4 separate regions of the Oryctolagus cuniculus genome follow, and regions 2, 3 and 4 are each linked to region 1. The links are chromatin contacts, called in public Micro-C maps. All regions are on one chromosome and are shown on one strand. Each heading gives the region's core, a stretch centred on a gene start, on an enhancer-like site or on the middle of the called end of the contact. The rest is flanking DNA. Distances are from core to core; before and after follow the strand shown. Region 1 holds the start of JADE1 (jade family PHD finger 1). Region 2 holds the start of SCLT1 (sodium channel and clathrin linker 1). Region 3 holds the start of PGRMC2 (progesterone receptor membrane component 2). Region 4 has its middle 110 kb from the start of PGRMC2.

What was found. A called contact is a pair of places that touch in the nucleus more often than the background predicts.
Region 2: a contact with region 1 is called in a Micro-C map of ear pinna, with 3 times the contacts expected there. The contact joins the promoter of SCLT1 here to the promoter of JADE1 in region 1. A contact is called at or near these places in 2 of 6 Hi-C or Micro-C datasets (ear pinna and an unstated tissue).
Region 3: a Micro-C map of ear pinna shows a contact between it and region 1, with 8 times the contacts expected there. The contact joins the promoter of PGRMC2 here to the promoter of JADE1 in region 1. A contact is called at or near these places in 2 of 6 Hi-C or Micro-C datasets (ear pinna and an unstated tissue).
Region 4: a contact with region 1 is called in a Micro-C map of ear pinna, with 4 times the contacts expected there. The contact joins the enhancer-like site here to the promoter of JADE1 in region 1. A contact is called at or near these places in 2 of 6 Hi-C or Micro-C datasets (ear pinna and psoas muscle).

The regions. Positions count from the first base shown.
Region 1 is chr8:35,951,921-35,955,043 of mOryCun1.1, forward strand. JADE1 (jade family PHD finger 1) reads right to left here and starts at 1,725. Exons shown (of 11, transcript XM_051819883.2): 1 at 1,636-1,725.
Region 2 is chr8:35,599,251-35,602,349 of mOryCun1.1, forward strand. SCLT1 (sodium channel and clathrin linker 1) reads left to right here and starts at 1,664. Exons shown (of 21, transcript XM_017347573.3): 1 at 1,664-2,233. The coding sequence starts at 2,200. It overlaps C8H4orf33 (chromosome 8 C4orf33 homolog), which reads right to left and starts at 1,618. Exons shown (of 6, transcript XM_008267961.4): 1 at 1,535-1,618.
Region 3 is chr8:36,456,414-36,459,406 of mOryCun1.1, forward strand. PGRMC2 (progesterone receptor membrane component 2) reads left to right here and starts at 1,661. Exons shown (of 3, transcript XM_002717245.5): 1 at 1,661-2,289. The coding sequence starts at 1,872.
Region 4 is chr8:36,344,411-36,347,537 of mOryCun1.1, forward strand. No RefSeq gene overlaps it. Among named protein-coding and RNA genes, the nearest start is that of PGRMC2, 110 kb to the right of the region's middle. Within about 2 kb of position 1,826, at least 5 of the 8 cell types and tissues checked have an H3K27ac peak or open chromatin away from gene starts, as enhancers often do. A contact at or near this core is called in ear pinna, where this site is marked.

The DNA of each region.
Region 1 (3,123 bases), core at 475-2,974:
CAACTCACAAACACACACTCACAGGCACAAGACACGTGCACTGAAAGGCTTTGCAACTTGCAGTCCCGGGGTGCACACTGCACGTTCATGGAGAGCAGCAAGAGACCAAGGGACCCCCCTACCCTACCCCCACAATCAGCAGATGGTGCCAAAGGTTACAATTTGCAATCCGTTTTAAGTTCATGATTAATCGGTACTTTGCTCTACCAATGCAACTCCTGCCCGATTTGACCAGTGAAGGGTTTTACACTTTATGGTCCTGCTGCAAGTAAAAGATCTGATCCCTGGAATCTCATTTTGGAAGAATCTCATTGCCAAGCTGTCCCTCCACCCCCTTGCTCACTGCCCTTGAATTGATGCAATGAATATTTTGGACATGTGGTGACGCGGTGACAAGAGCGAGGACTGCGGCCACCCCGCACGGATGTACCTTCACACACCTATGATTGGACAAATACAGTCCTCCTTCCCACCCCCCCACCACCAACACGCACATACATACACGGTCACACGTACTCTGGATTCATATATGTACGCGAACCTGCGTTCTGCCATTGCCATCTGTCTACCAAGTTGCTACTATGCTTTCCACTTTCATGCAGCCTAAATGCACTTTGGCTTTTGAGAAAATTCTATCAACTAAAGCCAACTAAACTGGGCTCCTGCTCCTAAACGCGTTTAATTGACGATTCACCTGAAACCGGCATGTTCTTCGCAAATTCGAAAGAAGAGAAAGCTAAGTCTTCAGCCTCGCGATATGGAAAAAAAAAAAATCACCATCACAATAAAACTTACGGATCCAACACAGATCAATTTTCAGGATCCAAAAACCATCCTGTCCTCCTCCTCCTCCGGCCCCCGCCCCGGCAATGCCCAAGTTACTGGTGGGATAGTAACGCGGCACCGGCGGCTGCCTCCCTCCCTCCTCGCTGCATATCGACAACCCAATCTTTTGGCGCCATATTAATGACGTACTATATTATTTCCACTAGGCAGCGACCTTCGGCATTAAATTACTCCCGAGAACTCCCGAGCAAAGCAACAAAACCATCAAATATGGCTGAGCCTCTGGGCTCGTCCTGCAGCCGCCGCCGCGCCGCAGCCGCCGCCGCCGCCGCCGCCGCCGCCGCCGCGGGCCCAGGACGCGCACACGGACCCCCACGCGGACACGCGCGGACACCCGCGCGCCGCCCCCCGCCCCCGCGGCCCGCGCGCCTACCTGCTGCGGAGGGGTTCGGCCGAAGCGCTGGGCTCCGCGCCGCATGAGTTCGGGCCGCGGCGCACGGACGGGCGGGAGCCGGGCGGGCCCCTGCTCTCGCCGGCGCGCACACAGCCGGCACTCGCGCACGGAGGCACTCTCGGACGGGCGTTGGGCTTGTTATGGAGGGAGGACTGTGTGAATCAAACTCATTTCTGGGTCACTGCTGCCACAGGGGGGAGCACTTTAATCCCTTGCCAAAAGCAGAGGGTGGGGACGGGCGGGCGGGCGGGGGAGAGCGCGGGGAGCCCGCGGCGCGGGGGGCTCGGTCCCTGGTTAACTCTTCGCGGCCCTCGCCGCTGCTGGCTCGGCCTGTGTCCGCGGGCGCTCGCCGAGAGCGGCGGTGCGCAGCTCCCGAGGTCGCTTCCGTCACCTACCTTTGCAGCCTGCGAATTCTTGAGGTGTCTCCAAGGCGCAGGAGTGGGCTTTGAAAGGATCTCTTCGAGCTGCTGTCCCAGTTCCAACTCTTGTCTGAGCTTTAGAAATACATTCTTTCAAATTAGCGTAACATCATGGAGGTAAAAATGTGGCTAGTAAGGCGTGTAATTTGGGTGAAAGGTTTTGTTTTTAGGCGGAACGGCAGAATAGTTCTATTGTTTTTATAGTAACAGTTTTAGGGAGTTGCGGATTAGAATGACGTTTGTAAACAGGTAATCTACTTCTAGAAAAGGAACACCCTCTTCACCTAGATTCACGTGGAACTAACTACTCGTTGCAAATGGATATTAGTCCATCAAGAGATACGTGAGCATTTTTAGATAGATACCACAGTGCTATAGGACTGGACATCTTCCAAATATGAGGTTCCAGCCTAATGCTAAAACTAGAACTTGAGACTAATATAAAATTCATCATAATAGATTCATTTGGGGGGGTATTTATATGCAAAAATAAGTGGTTACTGGTTTTCCACAGAATACAAACTTGCTTTTAAATGTAGGGTAACAGATTTTTTTCACAGGTCCCCTAAGGAAACATGGGTGGGTGTGACATTGAGCTTCAAAAGGAAAAGGGAAAAAGTACAGATTAAAACTCCCATTCAATAAATGGGAACAGTGATTACTAATTACAAAATTGAATATCAAGCCCAAAAGGCATACTTATCCACTGCAATAATTCTGAATATATCAGATTTGATTTCACACAATCACACACCAACCCATACACCCACATCTAGAACATTATAATCTCATAAATGGCAAACAAAACTAATTGGGTATTTCAATTATTTCCAGAAAACAAAGTAAGCCAGTAGAAGTCTTAAGTACATGTCCTTCTCTCTTCCTCTCCTGTTTTACTAGAGTGTAAATACGGGCGATGCTGTTAAGAGCTGGGAAAAGCCACATGGCAGCTATCATCGTTACTATTAGCATAAGGTATTATACTGCAGTCACTGTTATTTTCAGTGGTGCACCCTGTACATACTGTCTGCAAAAGTAAAATTACACAGGCTTCAGGGGCAGGCACCTGAGGCATTTGGCACAGCAGTTAAGAAGCTATTTGAGTGTCCCATATGGGGGTGCCTAGGTTCAATTCTAAGCTCCAGTTCCAACTTCCTTTTAATGTGTACCCTGGGAGGCATCAGTGGTGAATCAAATAGTTGAGTCCCTACCACCAGCATGGGAGACCCAGGTTGAATTCCCAGCTCCCAGCTTGGGCCTGGCCAAGCTGTTACAGGCATTTAGAGGAGTGAAGCCGCAGAGCAAAGCTCTTTCTCTCTCCCTCTCTCTTTCTGTGTGTCTCTGTCTCTCTGTCTTTCAAATAAATAATAAAGGGTGGACATCGTGGCACAGCTAGTTAATTTACAAACACTTGGGGCTCCTGCATCCATATCAGAGTCCAAGTTCAAGTCTTGGCTACTCTGC
Region 2 (3,099 bases), core at 414-2,913, 350 kb before region 1:
TTATGCATCATTTATATCCAGAATGTAGTCCTTGCTTTCTTCCACACCAATATTAGCTTATCAACTTTGAGTACAAACATAAAGTTAGAACAATTTGTTTGATGCCATGTTAAACCACAATATGACCACATAAAAGGTGCAAACGTAGGGGAAGTACAAGCAGGTCTTTGGAGTGCCCATAATAAGTTCTGGAAGAAAGTCATACACCGAATTTCAAAAAAGAAGTTGGCGTTTGCACAATTTTCCTTCCAACAAATTTTTGTGCTAACTTCATGGTCACTAAAAACAAGAACAATATCTCCAGCAAGTCAAAACTAAATCAAATCTCTTTATATTTACTTACTACATATCTGTATTTTACCTCTAGTTTTGAAAGGAAGGGAACATCTCATTCTATTAATAGTGAATATGCTCTAAGGTCCATAATAGGCCTTCAAATAACCAGCTGAAAACACTGACACATTTTTAAATGTGTGTCATTATTCTGCTTAGAGAACATTATGAGTTTAGGACAATAAAATTTCTTAAACTGTTAAAGAGAAAGCCAAAGCTATATTCAGGTGTATTTATGACAAGTCTGCTTGGCAAAACTTTTCTTCAATCCATAACAATACAATCTATTTAAAAACAAGAAAACTAGTGATTTGCTTCAAATTAACATTTTTATTGCTAGTATTGAGATTTCCTCCAATGTTAACTGACTTTTAAAAAGTGAAATTTTGGGCCCACTGTAGTACCTGGTGGCACAGGCATCACACAGGGAATCTGGTTCCTGTCCCTGCTGCTCTGCTTTGGGTACAGCTCTCTGCTATGGCCTGGGAAGCAGTAGAAGATGGCCCAAGTCCTTGGGCCCCTGCACCCAAGTGGGAGACTTGCCCAGCTGCAGCTATTGTGGCCATCTGGGGAGTGAACCAGCTGATGGAAGATTCTCTCTCTCTCTCTTCCTCTCCCTCTCCTCCCCCCTGTCATTTCTCCCTCTCAGAAACTCTTTTAAATAAATAAATCTTTTTCTTTAAAAAAAAAAGTGAGATTTAAACTCAGACAAAACCAATGTTTTAAAAAAGGAAATTGTAATCTCTTCAGGAATGTAAATTTCACCTACTTCTCTCCTGCAAAAAGTGTAATTTTTCTCTATTCGAGGAACCAATGTGAAGAAAAAACTGCGGAATTGGCAGATCTTTGGAGGACTTCCAACCACATCCCTTCCTACCACACAGCTAAATATTTAAACAGTAGCTTCCTCCTTTCGTTAGAGAGCTCCGAGGGCCAAGCCAGTACTTAGTTTCTGGAGATAAACATATCCATATACAGAAATTCTCCACAGACGCCGCTTGGCGAGGGACTCTGAGGACCGCAGCCTCGGTTCCGCCCCCAGCCGCGGGAACCTACGACTTTTCCACCCCGAGAGACCCCTGTCAAGAATGTGCACAGCATATTAATAACCCAAAGATACTGAAACCATTTAATGCTCTACTCACGTTACAATTTTTAGTTTTCTACAAAAGAAAGAGAAAACAAACACTGGGCCCACCACCTGTTAGACACTTGCCCGCCGCTGCCCGCGGCGCCAAGTCGGTGGCTCAGCCTGCTGTCATCCAATTTCTCAAGGTTCCGCCCATCGCTCGACAGCTAGCCAATAGCCTGCTAGATTTCTCAGGAGCGCGATGACGTAAGGCGGACGCTCGCGTGATGACGCAGGCGGCGTCACCGTCTCCAAGGAGCGGTCCGGGGCACCGGTTTCAAAGTCGCAGGGCGGGCCGAGTGGACTTCCGCTGCTGGCCCGGGGCTTCCCTACCATCTTGGCGTCGCCCCCTCGCTCCGTGAAGGATGCCGCCTCCAGGCTGCCCGCCGGCTCCCTTGGTGCACTCCTAGGTTGCAGGACAAGACCTCTAGGAACCTACGGGACGCCTGTCGCCCCGCGTCCCTGTCCCACCCGGTGGGATTCGGTTGAACGTGGAACAGAATTCACTTGGCGCGTCCTTATCAACCCTGGAATCGGAAATCTCTGGCCAGGGAGAGGGACTGGTCTGGGAGTCGGGAGAAGGCAGAGCGTCAGGGCTGCGGGCGCCGCGTGAATGGGATGCTGATTACACCGCCTGACAGCCTCCGGATCCTTGCTTAGTTTTGTTTTCCCGCATAGCGAGCTCCGTGTTTTTCAGAAGCTAAAGGTAGTGAAAGCTCCAAATTAAAACTGTCGAAATGGCCACGGAAATTGACTTTCTGAGAGACCAAAGTAAGCTCCATATTCCTATATATATATATATTTTTTTTTTTTTTGAAAAATCGTAGTGCACAATGTTTAGTGTTCTTGTTGACAGCGCATGTTTTTTTGAAATGCCTTGTTGGGTTCATGGAAATTTGTAAAAGCTTAAAGTTAGCTGCGGAAAAAATCTTGGTGCATGCACACCGATATGTGTATCCTTAAACGGAACCGTTTGATAAATCCTTGTGGGTCCTGAAGCTTACATAGGACATTCTAGACACTAAACATGTTTGTTATGCTCCTCTCGTGCTCTGAAGACATTACAGGGCTGATGGCCAGGAAGAGTTTCCAAGTCTGCAGTTAGAACAGAACCGAAAGGCACAGCTCGGGCTGTTTGTTCAAAATATGTTACTGAGCTTATTTCTAGTATATGCCAGGCACCGTACAATCATAACCCTGCAGTGATAAGGAGGACGTTTTCACCCTCCAAGAATTTGATTTGGGAAGGTAAATATGTAAATTTAATAAATTGGAATGAAGTGGCAGCAACTGCTAACTCTTGCCTCAGTTTCCTCAGTTGTCAGAATGATTAAATGAGCAATAAAATATGTAAAGGGTTTAGAATAGTATTTGATGCATTTTAGTAAACAAATATTAATTTATAGGATTTTTGCTAAGCTGTGATCAAGGAAAATGCCCTTTGGACTTACATTTGAACTACCAGTATCAATTTCCTCCATAAAAAACTGTGAGCATCCCAACTAAAACAGTATTTGCAACATTGAGAGGATTGGGAATCTGCTTTGTTAAAGACTTAGAACAAGGTTGGCTGGAATGGAATATGGAGGTTCATACAGGGAAATAGGTGAGCTGAGAGGGGTAGAGTGGTGGTAGAT
Region 3 (2,993 bases), core at 411-2,910, 500 kb after region 1:
ACACCACCAGTTCCTCAAAATTAAACAAAAATCGTCACACATTACAAGAAAAAGGGGCACAGACTGGTACCACCTCCGGTGGGACACCAAATGTGAAGAAAAAGGCTGAGAGAGGAAACAGAATACGAACTGATAGCCTGACTGAATTTACCCAAATAAAATAAATCCGCAGAGGTGGGTGATCAACTGCCAGAGGCACACAGAAGGGACACATGGCAGAGGGCCCAGACCCCAGCAGGCTGGGCCTCTTTATATCTTTGGTGGGCTAGAAGCTGGGGTGGAGGGCAGTAGGTGGAGGTGTGTTTCCCCACACAGGTTCAAGTTTGGCCCACTGGCTACCAAACTTGCGTTAGAACCCAGAGGGTAGGGTGGAGAATAATAGGGCGTGAGACTTAACTGGCCTCTTGAAAGCAGGCAGGAGTAATGTGACCCTAACATGGCTAAGGCTTACGTCCTTGTTCCAACACTCATCAAACCAGGTAGTCTGGGAAGGCTCAGAGAACACAAAGAGCAGACCCAACAGGAAAGAGGGCAAGTAAGTCACGTGCATGAGACAGCAGCACCAAGAAAGAAGCTTCAGGAGTGACTATGTGGGGTTTCCAGGATTTGAAAGTACAAAGGACACCCCAGGAACAAAACTGTACATAAAACTAAAGCGAGGGGTCTGCGCCCGTGGCATAGCAGGCAAAGCCACTGCCTGCAGCGCTAGCATCCCATACGGGCGCTGGTTCCAGTCCCAGCTGCTGCACTTCTGATCCAGCTCTCTGCTGTGGCCTGGGAAAGCAGCAGAAGATGGCCCAAGTCCTTGGGACCCTGCACCCACACAGGAGACCCAGAAGAAGCTCCTGCCTTCGCATTGGCACAGCTCTGGCCATTGCAGCCAATTGGGGAGTGAACCAGCAGATGGAAGACCTCTCTCTGCCTCTCCTCTCTCTGTGTAACTCTGACTTTCAAATAAATTAATTAATGGAAAAAAAAATTAAAGCAAACACAAGGACCACGCCAGCCCATCCACATCCAAAGTGCCACAGATTAGGATCCAGAGAAAAACTAAACGGTTAATCTCAAGTAAGAGTTCTACAACAGCAACCTTGAGCAAAGCCCAAGGGGAGCGGCTGCTTGGCGCCGCGCAATCGCCACCGAGACTGCCGATACCAGGGAAGTCCAGGGCCAGCTCCTCGCCTAAACTTCTGGATGCTGTCCCACCTCCAGGGCCACGCTCCCGGGGGAGCAACAGACATCTCTCATCGACTTGCTCCCAGTATTTAAGATCGCGCCGAGGCCGCCCACACACCACCTGCGCCGGCCCGCCCCCAGGGCCGCCTCCGCACACGTGAAGCGCCCGAGCGCGGCGAGAGCAAAGAGGCGGGAGTTCACGGCCGCGAACCCAGGCCTGGGAAGAGACGCGAGCCCCGCGCGCACGCGCACAGCAGGGAGACGGGGGGCGGGGGGAGCGGGCCTCTCCGAGAGGCTGCTCTGGAAAGGAGAGCGCGTGGCGCTCCGGCATCGGCGCACGCGCTGTGCCCTTGCCCCGCCCACACGCGCGTGCGCGCACGCGCGCTGTCGGCGCAGCATGTTTTTCTTCAGATCCGCCCTCCTCGTCTGTTTCACAGATCCGAGGCGAGGAGCGAAAGCGGGGAAGTGTGGGGCGAGATGGGCGGGGCGTCGCACGCGAGCGCGGCCTGCAAAAGAAGGGAGGAGGGGAGAGAGCCGAGACAACGTTACCCCGTCAACACCCAATCAGGAGGCGGCCTGTCCCCGCCCTCTCCCCTCACGTTATTGGCTGGGAAGTCCCCCCTCATGGGCGGGGCCGGCCTGGGGTTGGGGAGGGCAGGGGGCGGGGAGGAGGAGGAAGGCGCTGGCGGGCAGTGATGGCGGCGGGTGATGGGGACGTGAAGCTAGGCACCCTGGGGAGTGGCAGCGAGAGCAGTAGCGACGGCAGCAGCGAGAGCCCAGGCGGCGCGGGAGCAGCAGCGGAAGGGGGCGGCTGGGCGGCGGCGGTGCTGGCGCTTCTGACGGGGGGCGGGGAGATGCTGCTGAACGTGGCGCTGGTGGCGCTGGTGCTGCTGGGGGCCTACCGGCTGTGGGTGCGCTGGGGGCGGCGGGGTCTGGGATCCGGGGCCGGGGCGGGCGAGGAGAGCCCCGCCGCCTCTCTGCCTCGCATGAAGAAGCGGGACTTCAGCTTGGAGCAGCTGCGCCAATACGACGGGTCCCGCACCCCGCGCATCCTGCTCGCGGTCAATGGGAAAGTCTTCGACGTGACCAAAGGCAGCAAGTTCTACGGCCCTGGTGAGGAGGAGTTGGAAAGGGAGAGGGAGGACCCCCTGTAGTGCAAGCACGACTCCCCCTTCTGACGGGGAGGCCCCTGGGCACCAGGTTAGTTCGCCCAGTCTTCTTGTCGCCTGGACCCTCGCGCCTGGGCTGCCTCACCTGGGACGGCCCTCCCCCCACACGCCCCCTGCTGCGGACGCCGTCGGCTTTCCAGCAGGTCGGGGTCCCCCTGGGACCCCAGGGACCAGCTCTCAGCGTTCGTCTGTCTCCCATTCCGTCTCTCCTCGCAGCGTCTTCTTCAGCCGAATTTTGCAAAATCCTTAAATAGTTGCCTCCAGCCGAACTGGCCCTCCACCTTTCCTGAGCTTTCTAATTCCGGGGATGGGTGCGGGCTGGAGGGAGGGAAGATTTCTAAAGTAGGGATCTAAAGTTCCGGCCTTGGTAATTCACACTTTTTTCTGCCACTGATCCGGCTCCCTTTCTGCCTACCACTCCTCATAAGGCCACGTTTAGGGACACGTAATTCCCAGTCCCAGCCCTTCCAGGCTGTGAAGTCCAGACGTATAAGCAACGTCTTTTAAAACCAGTTTGCGTTCTGAGATGCTTTCCAAGATTAACAATGTATGTGGGATGAGGACCGTCGGAAAGGCAGATCTGATTAAAGATGGGCAAGGATATTCGCCCTTAAGTGTTGGGGGCGGAGCTCATATACCCAGCAGGCG
Region 4 (3,127 bases), core at 576-3,075, 390 kb after region 1:
CTTTGTATTTTCTAACGTGTTATTTTTCAAATATTTAAAATAATATAAGTTGAAAATAAAGGCAGAGTTAGTAAAAGCACACAAAAATTGTTAACTTTTATTTATTAATTTAGTTTATCTGAAAAGCAGAGAGACAGGCACATAGAAAGATCTCCTTCCATTTGCTGGTTCACTCCCCAAATGCTCACATAGCTGGGGCTGGGCCAAACTGAATCCAGGAGACCAGAACTCAGTCTGGGTCTCCCAAATGGGTGGCAAGGACCCAAGTACTTGAGCCTTCACCTGCTTCCTCCAAGGGTGCAAATTAGCAGGAAACGAATCAGAGGCGGATCCAAGACACAAACCTAGGCACTCCGGTGTAGAGTGCTGGCATCCCGAGCTGCATCTAACTTCTGTGCCACACTCCACCCATAACAAAACATTCCCAGTGTGTGGTCTTGCTGTTGCATCATGGTCCCTCAAAGACACCTCATTGAACCCACAGGTATCACGCACATTATCCTCTAGAAAGGACAAGATCACCAGAGCAAGGCAAAAGGGATTAAGAACACAGGGGAATCCCAGAGATGCTTTTAGAATCTTGCCGAAATGCTAAAACCTGCCTCGTGACTGTGCTGAACAAAATGTCACACAGAGAGACTAAGCGGACATCAGTGACTATCAGGCTTCTGAGCAGAAGCCCGCACCTCTTGGAGGTCCCAGAAAAGCCCTTTGCAACTCTGTTGAAATTCCCCTTTTCTGAACAGGTACCCCCAGTCTCCACAGCTCACAAGAGTAAGTGCTGATTGGCTGGACATGAATAGAGGAGAAGTCCATGTAATTGAAGCTAGTGCAATCTGCTAATGTCATTTTTCAGACTGAAGTTCATTTGGTTCTCGATGTCAGCTTCACTACAAAACAACCATCCATTTGAAAATCTCTCCTGCCCTGTTAATGGTAAAATATCCTTAGAAGTGGTGTAGCAGGTTAACCATGGCCTGCAGTGCTGACATCCCATATGGGCGCCTATCCAAGTCCTGGTTGTTCCAGTTCTCTGCTAATGCACCCGGGAAAGCAGCAAAATATGGCCCAAGTCCTTAGGCTCCTTCACCCACATGGGAGTTGTGGAAGAAGCTCCTGGCTCCTGGCGCAACCCTCTTCACTGCAGCCATTTGGGTAGTGAAACAGCAGATGGAAGATTCTCTCTCTCTCTCTCTCTCTGTAACTTTGTCTTTCAACTTGCAAATAAATAAATAAACCTTTAAATTTATTTATTACCCAGCCACACCACAGCAGTTCTCCACCAGGAGTGGTTTTGGTGGTTCTGTTAACTGAAGGGGCAGGCAGGCTTCCAACCTCTAGTGGGCAGGGCCCAGAGCTGCTGCAACCACCCTATGGTGCACCACACAGCCCCCCCACGACACAAGTTATCCAGTCTGAAATGCAATGGTGCTGAGGTTTAGAAGCCCACCCTGCCAGCAGCAGCCTCACCTGGCTTCCTTCAGCCCCTGCTGTCCATGTGCCCCTCAGTTCTGGTGAATCTGGCTGGTCTCCAACCCTAAGCCCTCCCAGGACTGGCCTACTCATTGGTTCCTGAGCGCCTCACTCCCCGACTATGGGATTCTTTGTCAATCAGCCACCAGACTTCATGGCCCTGACCGGAGTCCATAACAGCAGGGGACAGTAGAATGACCAGACCCTCCCCGTGACCAGGAACAGGCAAGAAACTGCTTCCTGCAGAGCCATGGCTGAGAGCCACGTGCAAACAGGCACAGCAGCCAGGCGCGCGTTCCACCCAAACTGGCTCCACACCAGGCCCAGACCATGAGTCACCACCACATGCTGCTGCCTCTCGCTGCGACCTTTCTTTATCCCTTCATTAGCTGTAAATCTTCAGGAGCAAAACAGCGGAGAACAGACTGGGAAGGCCCTGGCAGAATATCACACCAGGCAAACACCCAAATCAAAATTCACAGTTAAATACCCGGGCCCTGAATGAATGCCAATCACAGCAAACCCAGGCTCCCCGGAGCCATCCCTGCAGACCAGAGAAGGGGACAAATGCAGGCCCCTCTCTTGACATAATTTGAGTCACGTGGCAACACTGGAGCATCTCTCGAGGAGAAGGAGCAGATGTGTTTAGCAATACCCAGATGGTCGGGGACAAATGGAAGGACCTATGTAATGTTTGCCCATAATTCATGCTTGCACCAAACCACACTGTACCTTTAAAGAAATCTTCCTTGTGTCCCTGACTCCTCTTGGATCAACCAGAATGACTATTAAGTCTTCCAGGCAGTGTTGTGAGAAACAATTAACAAGAGTTATTTGGTAGTGTTTCAGCTCACAATAAAGCAAAATTGGCTTTTACGTTTCCGTCTTGTCAGAGCAACCATCACACTGGGGGAAGGCTGGGGCTCCTGCCTCCAGCAATGGGATTTTCCTTTCCAGTCTCACCAGGGCAATCTTTCTCAAAGTGCAGCTTCTAGACTCCCGCATCAGAAGCGCTGAGAAAGTCTGCAAACAAGCTGGTCGCTGGGCCACACCGCCCACCTGCTGACTTGGAATTTCTGTGGATGAAGCTTTGGTAACTGGCCTGTTATCAAGCTCCCTGTTTGAATTTTCCACCCCCTAGAGTTGGAGAGCCTTGTAACAGTGAGCAAAGCCCAGGACAGCCCAGCTCTGCCCCATGCCCAGCAATAAGAAGAAAGACTGTGCCCAGGCCTGCTTCTTGTTTCTCACCGATGTCACCCATCTTACGCAAGCAGAGTTCTTAGATGGGACTGGACAGATCCAAAATGACTCAGCTAAACCAAATTCCCCCACCCTCACACTTATGTTTACAATACTGACAGCAACAAATTGCCATTTGTCCCTCTTGTTTTTGCAATTTCCCTCAATACTGTTAGAGTTCAAAATGATGGAAAGGAGTGCCTCTCCCTAAACAGTTGGATGCCAAGGTGCCCTGAGCACACTCCCATCTCCAACTTTTTTTGGAGTACTCAACATGTGTTTCAGCAACTCATATATATATATCGTTCTTGCAGTAGCCTCATGAGGAAACGTGTGCATTTTACAGATGCGGCAACTGAGCGACCAAGAGGCTGTGTAACTGACAGAACTATTGCTTGGTGCCCACACTGCAATA